Linked DNA regions of Mus musculus: region 1 is linked to region 2. A link is a contact called in public Hi-C data. All regions are on one chromosome and are shown on one strand. Each heading gives the region's core, a stretch centred on a gene start, on an enhancer-like site or on the middle of the called end of the contact. The rest is flanking DNA. Distances are from core to core; before and after follow the strand shown.

Region 1 (3,664 bases), core at 273-2,772, 370 kb before region 2:
GGAGATACACTTTGCTGTGGATTAGTGTTGCTTCTTTGATTGGTCTGTAAGCTTAAGGCCTAAACTAGGAGAGACAAGGTGGTTATTGCCCAGGCGCTTGCAGGACTAGAACATGGAGCTCCCCCTGATATATGGTTATCTATGCTTAGGCAATAGGTCGCTGGCCACTCAGCTCTTATATCCCATGAGGCTAGACTCATTGCACGGGATAGAGTGAGTGTGCTTCAGCAGCCCGAGAGAGTTGCACGGCTAAGCACTGCAATGGAAAGGCTCTGCGGCATATATGAGCCTATTCTAGGGAGACATGTCATCTTTCAAGAAGGTTCAGTGTCCTAGTTCCCTTCCCCCAGGCAAAACGACACGGGAGCAGGTCAGGGTTGCTCTGGGTAAAAGCCTGTAAGCCTAAGAGCTAATCCTGTACATGGCTCCTTTACCTACACACTGGGGATTTGACCTCTATCTCCACTCTCATTAATATGGGTGGCCTATTTGCTCTTATTAAAAGGATAGGGGGAGATGTTGGGAGCCGCCCCCACATTCGCCGTTACAAGATGGCGCTGACATCCTGTGTTCTAAGTGGTAAACAAATAATCTGCGCATGTGCCAAGGGTATCTTATGACTACTTGTGCTCTGCCTTCCCCGTGACGTCAACTCGGCCGATGGGCTGCAGCCAATCAGGGAGTGACACGTCCGAGGCGAAGGAGAATGCTCCTTAAGAGGGACGGGGTTTCGTTTTCTCTCGCTCTTGCTTCTTGCTCTCTTGCTTCTTGCTCTCTTGCTTCTTGCACTCTGGCTCCTGAAGATGTAAGAAATAAAGCTTTGCCGCAGAAGATTCTGGTCTGTGGTGTTCTTCCTGGCCGGTCGTGAGAACGCGTTTAATAACAGAAAGCAGCCAAAGTACAGATGGCAAGCATATCTCATGCGAGGTATCCTCCCCAGCATACAGCAGAGGGAGACAGGAAAATCAGGGCAGTGTTCAGGAGGACTTCTAACACGAGTCTCCTCTGTGGTGTAATCCTTCATGCTCAGGGTAGTCCTACAACCCTAAGAAAATATCCCCATGGTCATTTCTTTACATTTATAATTATTCAGGAAAAGTTAAAGTTTGGCTAATTTAGCTCAGTGGTCACAGGCTCATAAGCTAATGAATGGTAGAGGAAAGGGTAGGGGGATATAAAAAGGATCACCAACCTTAAAAAGGAAAAAGACCCCCTTCTCCTCCCCAAGTAGAGCCATGGCTTCAGCATTCTGCTGGCCTTGTTTTGTAGGCTGAGCTGAGCTGAAGATGAAACAGAGAAAAAAAAACAAACAACAAACAAAAAGAAGAGAAATCCAACCTCTCAAACCCAACAACCAACAGCCCAAACCTAGTCCTTTTGAAAGGTTGCTTTGTTTTTTCTGTTCTGGGTCAGAGGGACCTCCTGATGGGGACAGGAGAGGCAGAATCCCTGTGCCCCCAGTCGCTTCCCGGACTCCCTTCTCATGCCCTCTTTGTTCCACTGCTTTGGTTTACTTGGCATATTGAGAACACATTCTGGGCCACACACCAGCGTCTGGATATTATTTTAGAATTTCCTGTTGCCATGGAGTGCGTTGATCACTTGCGTTTTTTTTTTTTTTTTTTCCCTCCATGTTTCTATTTTAGCTCATTCCGACTTATTCTTTAAGATCCTCATCTTTCCTTGTCTTTACTCTCTGGCTCATTTTTTTTTCCTATTCCACTTTAAGAAGAAAATAAATTTTAAACAGACTTTGAAAGAATTTTTTTCTCTGTGTCTAAGTACTGCTTTTAACTTGGATTTTCTTGTTTTAGCTTTTATCTCTCATCCCTCTAACTTTCATGCTTCCAGCTTTTTATCTCACTGGCTCTGGCCCCTTTATGGTTTCTTTATTTATGCTGGTTTTATCTTTAATCTTTTATCCCCCACTTTCATGTTTTTCTCATAAATCTCATTGGTTTTAGTTTCTCTTTCCTTTGGTTTTTCTCCTCTTCCCATGGCTTAGGTATCATTTATATTGAATTTTGTCGTTGTTGGTTAAATTTTGTTTTGTTTTCCTATGTTACCATAGTTTTTAGCCTTAATTTGAGGCTTTGATTTCCCTCAATTTAACTTCTTCTTCTGGTTTTAGCAATTCATCCTAAATTCTTGCTTCTCTGCCCTCTCTTCATATGCTCCTTCTATTTCTTCTTCCAGATTCTTTTAAGGTTCACTTTTGTAGTTACAAGAAGGCTAAAAGCTTGGAGACATGGGGAGGGGGGGGCTACAAACTAAACTTTATGGTTCCATGGCGTTCTCCATTTGGGTTACTACCCTTTCAGGGGGCACTCATTTCAATGAAAGTTACCCTCCTTTGAATCATCACACCAGAATGCTGAAAAAAATTCCCTGCCATGCTACCACATTCTGCTTTCTTTTCTATTGGATGCAATAGGCAGCTGTCTTGTTGCTATTCTTCCCTGTGAAGTCTGCACAATGTCATTTTAGAGCATCTCAGAGGTGAGGTGAATTCATCATTGGGTGAGAAGTAGGCTAGCCTCTTTCCTGCCTTGATCCCAAGAGTGTTGTTGAGATGCCTAGTTTGTGGGACAGACTTTTTGTCTGTCCAGATTCAGTGTGTTCTGGGAAGCTAGCCAAGATTGGTTCTCATGCCTGTTAGCCCCATCAAGGTGAGAATCTGTGATATACTTATTTTCTATTTGGGTTTAATGGTGACACACTCTCTGGCACTCTAAGTACCAACTCTGCTGGAAGGTCTTGAAGGAGCTTGATTGCCATCATCAAGAAAGAACAGGATGGCTTCCTTTGGGTCATTCTCTCAAGATGGACTTCTTTACTTTAATGGGAATTGACCCTCCAGCTCATCCATAGTAACTTTCCAAAGGACAAAAATCCAACAACACATCACATTTCTGTTCTATTTTAGTGACCTTGGGACCAGAATCATAGAGGGTTTTAAGATGCTTCCTTTCAAATGGCATCCTAAAATTGACATTAGAAAGTAGCCATGGCTTTTCTTCCCTGAGAGGTCTCATACTATAGCCTAAGCTAGTCTGAAATTTGCTATGTAGCCTAGGCTATCCACAAATGACAACTCTCTTCCTTTGTTCTCTCCAGTGCTGTAACTATGGTGAAGAGCCACCACACTCAGCTTAGAAAAGTGTTCATGTCTCTTTCCTTTTAATCCTATGATGTAGCATTGTGCAGCTAGAGTGGGATTCAAAAACCAGGCAAGTAAGATAGAAGATGGACCGATGCTCAGACCAAGCACAAATACTTTCTGTCCAAATAACTCCAACCACAAAAGCTTATCTAATCTCTAGTCAATGCCATAGAATGTGCTATTCTACAATATGGAATCCAGAGGATAGAGGGAAATCAGATTCAGATCCAAGCTACAATATTCACTAGTTTGTAACTACTGAACAGGTTCCTTCAACTCTTATTGCCCCCTCAATTTTCTTATCTCTGAAGTGGGTGGAAAAAATTCATTTGCATGTGAGATGTTTGCTACCTTACCAATCACATCATAATTTCTCAAAAGTACTGTGTTACATAAAATTTAAGAATCAATTCATGTTTCTGTCTCCATTAGCTATTGAGTCACATGAATGCGTGTATATGTGTGTGTGTGTGTGTGTGTGTGTGTGTGTGTGTGGTGTAG
Region 2 (3,338 bases), core at 716-3,215:
CAACAGGCAATTCCTTCCCTGGGAACTCTCACAATTAGAAAAGGGCTTCTCAGGGTGAATGGAAACAACCAACAACACAAGAGGCTGCTCTGACTTGAATCCCTTTTACCACAGCCCCAGAGAAAAGAAGTGCTATGAAGACGGGGGGGGGGGGGGGGGGGGGAGGAAAAGAGGGAGGGAGGGAGGAAGGGAGGGAAGGAGGAAGGGAAGAAGGGAGAGAAGGATGGTAAAGTGTAGATCCCTTAAAATTAATGACTAAAATAAACCAGCCCTCCCCCACCTCAGTCCTATTAATCATCAGATCTCTATTTTTTCTGCCCAGATTTCTAGACGAAAGCCAAGTCATATGACTCGCCGATTCTCCTCCAACTTAAAACTTTCAAGCTGCAGGAAGACAAACACATGAACCCTTGCATGGGTCCAGAATGCCTAGAAGCAAGCTTGGGCACTTCTGCTGTTAGCAATCCTGAACTGTTCATCTCAGCCTGTTGCTCTTGCCACACACTGCGCTGGATTCTGTGGTAGGGAGGGGACACTCGCGAGCCCAGCCAGCCTGGTGGCTGAGATGGGTGGGTTGGGGCTTTCAGGCTGCTCAGCTGTGGAGATTTTGGGGCTCTTGTCTGGCCACAGCTGGCTGCGAACCCCTGGTCCGGGGGAACCCACTGTACACCACTTGGCCGCCGGCAGATGGTGCCCTGCACAGCCCGACAGTCGGGGAGACCCGGCTAAAGTAAGGCTCAGACTCCGCCCCAGCCAATCCACCGGCGCAACAGTCCCCCTTCCTTCCCAAAATAGTGCGGAGTACGTCTCCTTCGGAGCACTGCGGTAGCCTGTGTGTGTGTCGAAAATACAAACTGTGGGGCGACCGACAGTGTGTGTACTGGAGTGGGGCGTACGCGCGGAGTGGGGACCCTGGGGACCAGGGCCGAGGTGACCACCAATGAAAAGCAGAGGACGGGGAACTGGTTCATTTCTCATCTGCGTAAGCTCGGCCGGCCGCCGAGCCCTTGGGGAGGCCACTCACCATATTCACTTCCGAGACCATGTCTATGCTGGCGACATCGATCCGCATCCCGACGTCCACCGGGGGCCCTGCCAGGGAGGTGGACCACAGCAAAGACAGTCTTTGAGTGGCAGGGAGCTGAGGGGACATTGGGGGCTTCCCAGATCTTATTACAGACTAAGCAGGCTCCCTCCCTACCCCTTTCCTGTTGTAGGGGACAGCGGGAGAAAACAGGTGTGGGCACACGCGTGATGCAGTGACAGTGCAGAGGGTGTGTCGGCTTGAAGAGAGGGACAGCTCAGCCTGAGGATACGTCCACCTGAGATTGGGGATAGTGCGTGGTGTGTGTGTGTGTGTGTGTGTGTGTGTGTGTGTGTGTGTGTGTGTGTGCGCGCAGGGCGTAGTATTGCACGTTTACAGGAACGGTAAAATGGGGAAGGAGGCATTATATCTGACAGAAAAGGTGAACTAGGGATGGGTAACAGGTTGAAAAAAAAAATGAAGAAGCATTACCTCCAAAGTCCGGCCGCAAGCGAATGTCATATCCTTTGAGCAGTCGGTCCACTGTCTCTTTCACGTATGACATGTTGCTGGGTTCATTGGAGCTGAAGGGAAGAAGTAGGGACCGTATTCAGAAAGATCACAAACTGAAAACAGACATAAAAAAAGATCCAGGCACACCTACCCCCAAATAACAAGATACATGATCCAGCAGGCACGGGAAAATAAAAAATAAAAGAAGAAGAAGAAAATCACCAAGGAAAAAAAAAGAGAGAGAGATTGAAGCAGGCAGCTCACCTGTGTGCACAACAAACCATAGCAACCATCACGGGAAAAGAGAGAAGCCCCAAACTCTCTCGATTTTGTACTGTCCACATTCCTAACTCTGATGAAAGAATTGTCTTTTCTGCGAAGATTCAAGGAATGCAACTTAGTCGGCGGCTGGGCAGTAATTCCCGAATGGACCTGCGCATGCGCAGAGGGTACTCACTACCAAAAGACACCTTGTGCCTTGCAAACAATATTCCTAGTGGAACAGGCAACAGATTTCAATCCCTTTAAAGTTCCTGTCTGAGGTGCTCCGCGTTCTCTGGGTAGTCGAATACAACCTGCTGTCTCTATGCAAAGGAGCCAACGTGCCTGTGTGTGTGTGTGTGTGCCCAGTTTTCCTGAGCTGTGGTTTGCTGTGTTCCTTTCCCTCCTGTCCTAAGCTTGAATTTTTTTCTTTTTCCTTTTCTTTTCCTTCTTTCTTTTCTTTTCCTTCTTTTTTTTTTCTTTTTTAAAACAGGGCTTTCAATGATCTGGCTAAGGCTGTCTGGCATCTTTTGTTGACAGTTATAGAGGTCCTAGAACAAGAAGTCTGGAGATGGTTCTCTGGTTGTCTGTAGAAAAGATGGGGAGGGTGCTGGGGAGGGGAGTGGGCAGAGACTGCCCGGCCGGCCGGCCCGGAAAAGGAGTTTGGGGGTGGGGAGGAGGAAACACAGGGAGGGTTTGGGAGTCTTGTCCTCTCTTCGGAGGTTATGAAGACAGCTGCTTGCTTGTGGAATTGGAGGGGGGGGGGGGGGAGGAGAGAACTGACTAACTTTTAAATGTATGCTTTTCCTTTAGCTCCCATCTCCATCAGTCCACTTGGAATGGGAAGTGAAGAGAAGAAGAATGAAGCAACCCTGGCAATCAATCTTTTTTTCCAGGACCTTTGCTGGTAAATCTTGTAGGTTTTAGTCGCCCAAGCTTTTTGCTTATAACTGTCAGTGTGCTAGCTCCTGTTCTTAATCCCTAAATTGAACACTGAACATCCTCAGTCTAATATGCCTTATGCAGCCCGGGAAAAGCCAATCTTCTTTCAAATAAAGGGAAGTTAGGAAATGCAATTCAGTACATATCACTAAAAAACATGTTAGGTGGTTGGAGATTCTGGGATGGATTCATGCCCTTTGTTAAATAGCATATATCAAGTCTTCATTTGATACTAGGTATTCTGAAACTTAGAGTAAACTTTTCACAAACCCCTTACAAAGATAAGCAAAAAGAAATCACTTCTTCCTGATATTGTCTGTGTAAACTGAAGAATTATTACCAAACCAAGAAGCACTAAAAATTACCTTAGAGGAGAAGAAAAAACAAACAAACAAGCAAACAAAGAACAGAAGACAAAGCTTTTGTCTGGCAAGGAAGGGGAATTCTTCTTGAGGGAGAACAGTATGTACTAAATCTTACAGACTGGAAAAAGTACTTCTATAACTGTATGCAAAAGAGATCCATTGTGGGGGGGGGCGGAGAAAGTGATGGTGGATGATGGGATGTGGAGGAAAGTCGAGGAGATCATTTAGATTCA

The links. A called contact is a pair of places that touch in the nucleus more often than the background predicts.
Region 1: a Hi-C map of cerebral cortex shows a contact between it and region 2, with 3 times the contacts expected there. The contact joins the enhancer-like site here to the promoter of Gabrb1 in region 2. A contact is called at or near these places in 1 of 39 promoter capture datasets (liver), 1 of 484 Hi-C or Micro-C datasets (cerebral cortex), 1 of 115 datasets of contacts at active chromatin or transcription factors (forebrain) and 1 of 9 other capture datasets (embryonic stem cells).

The regions. Positions count from the first base shown.
Region 1 is chr5:72,066,894-72,070,557 of GRCm38.p6, reverse strand. All of the region lies in intron 5 of Gabrb1 (gamma-aminobutyric acid (GABA) A receptor, subunit beta 1), which reads right to left. Among named protein-coding and RNA genes, the nearest start is that of Commd8, 99 kb to the left of the region's middle. Within about 2 kb of position 1,522, at least 24 of the 459 cell types and tissues checked have an H3K27ac peak or open chromatin away from gene starts, as enhancers often do. A contact at or near this core is called in cerebral cortex and forebrain, where this site is marked.
Region 2 is chr5:71,698,559-71,701,896 of GRCm38.p6, reverse strand. It overlaps Gabrb1 (gamma-aminobutyric acid (GABA) A receptor, subunit beta 1), which reads right to left and starts at 1,965. Exons shown (of 9, transcript NM_008069.5): 1 at 1,802-1,965; 2 at 1,517-1,608; 3 at 1,025-1,092. The coding sequence starts at 1,881. It overlaps Gm38562 (a long non-coding RNA gene), which reads left to right and starts at 189. Exons shown (of 4, transcript XR_868471.1): 1 at 189-226; 2 at 323-521; 3 at 2,612-2,705.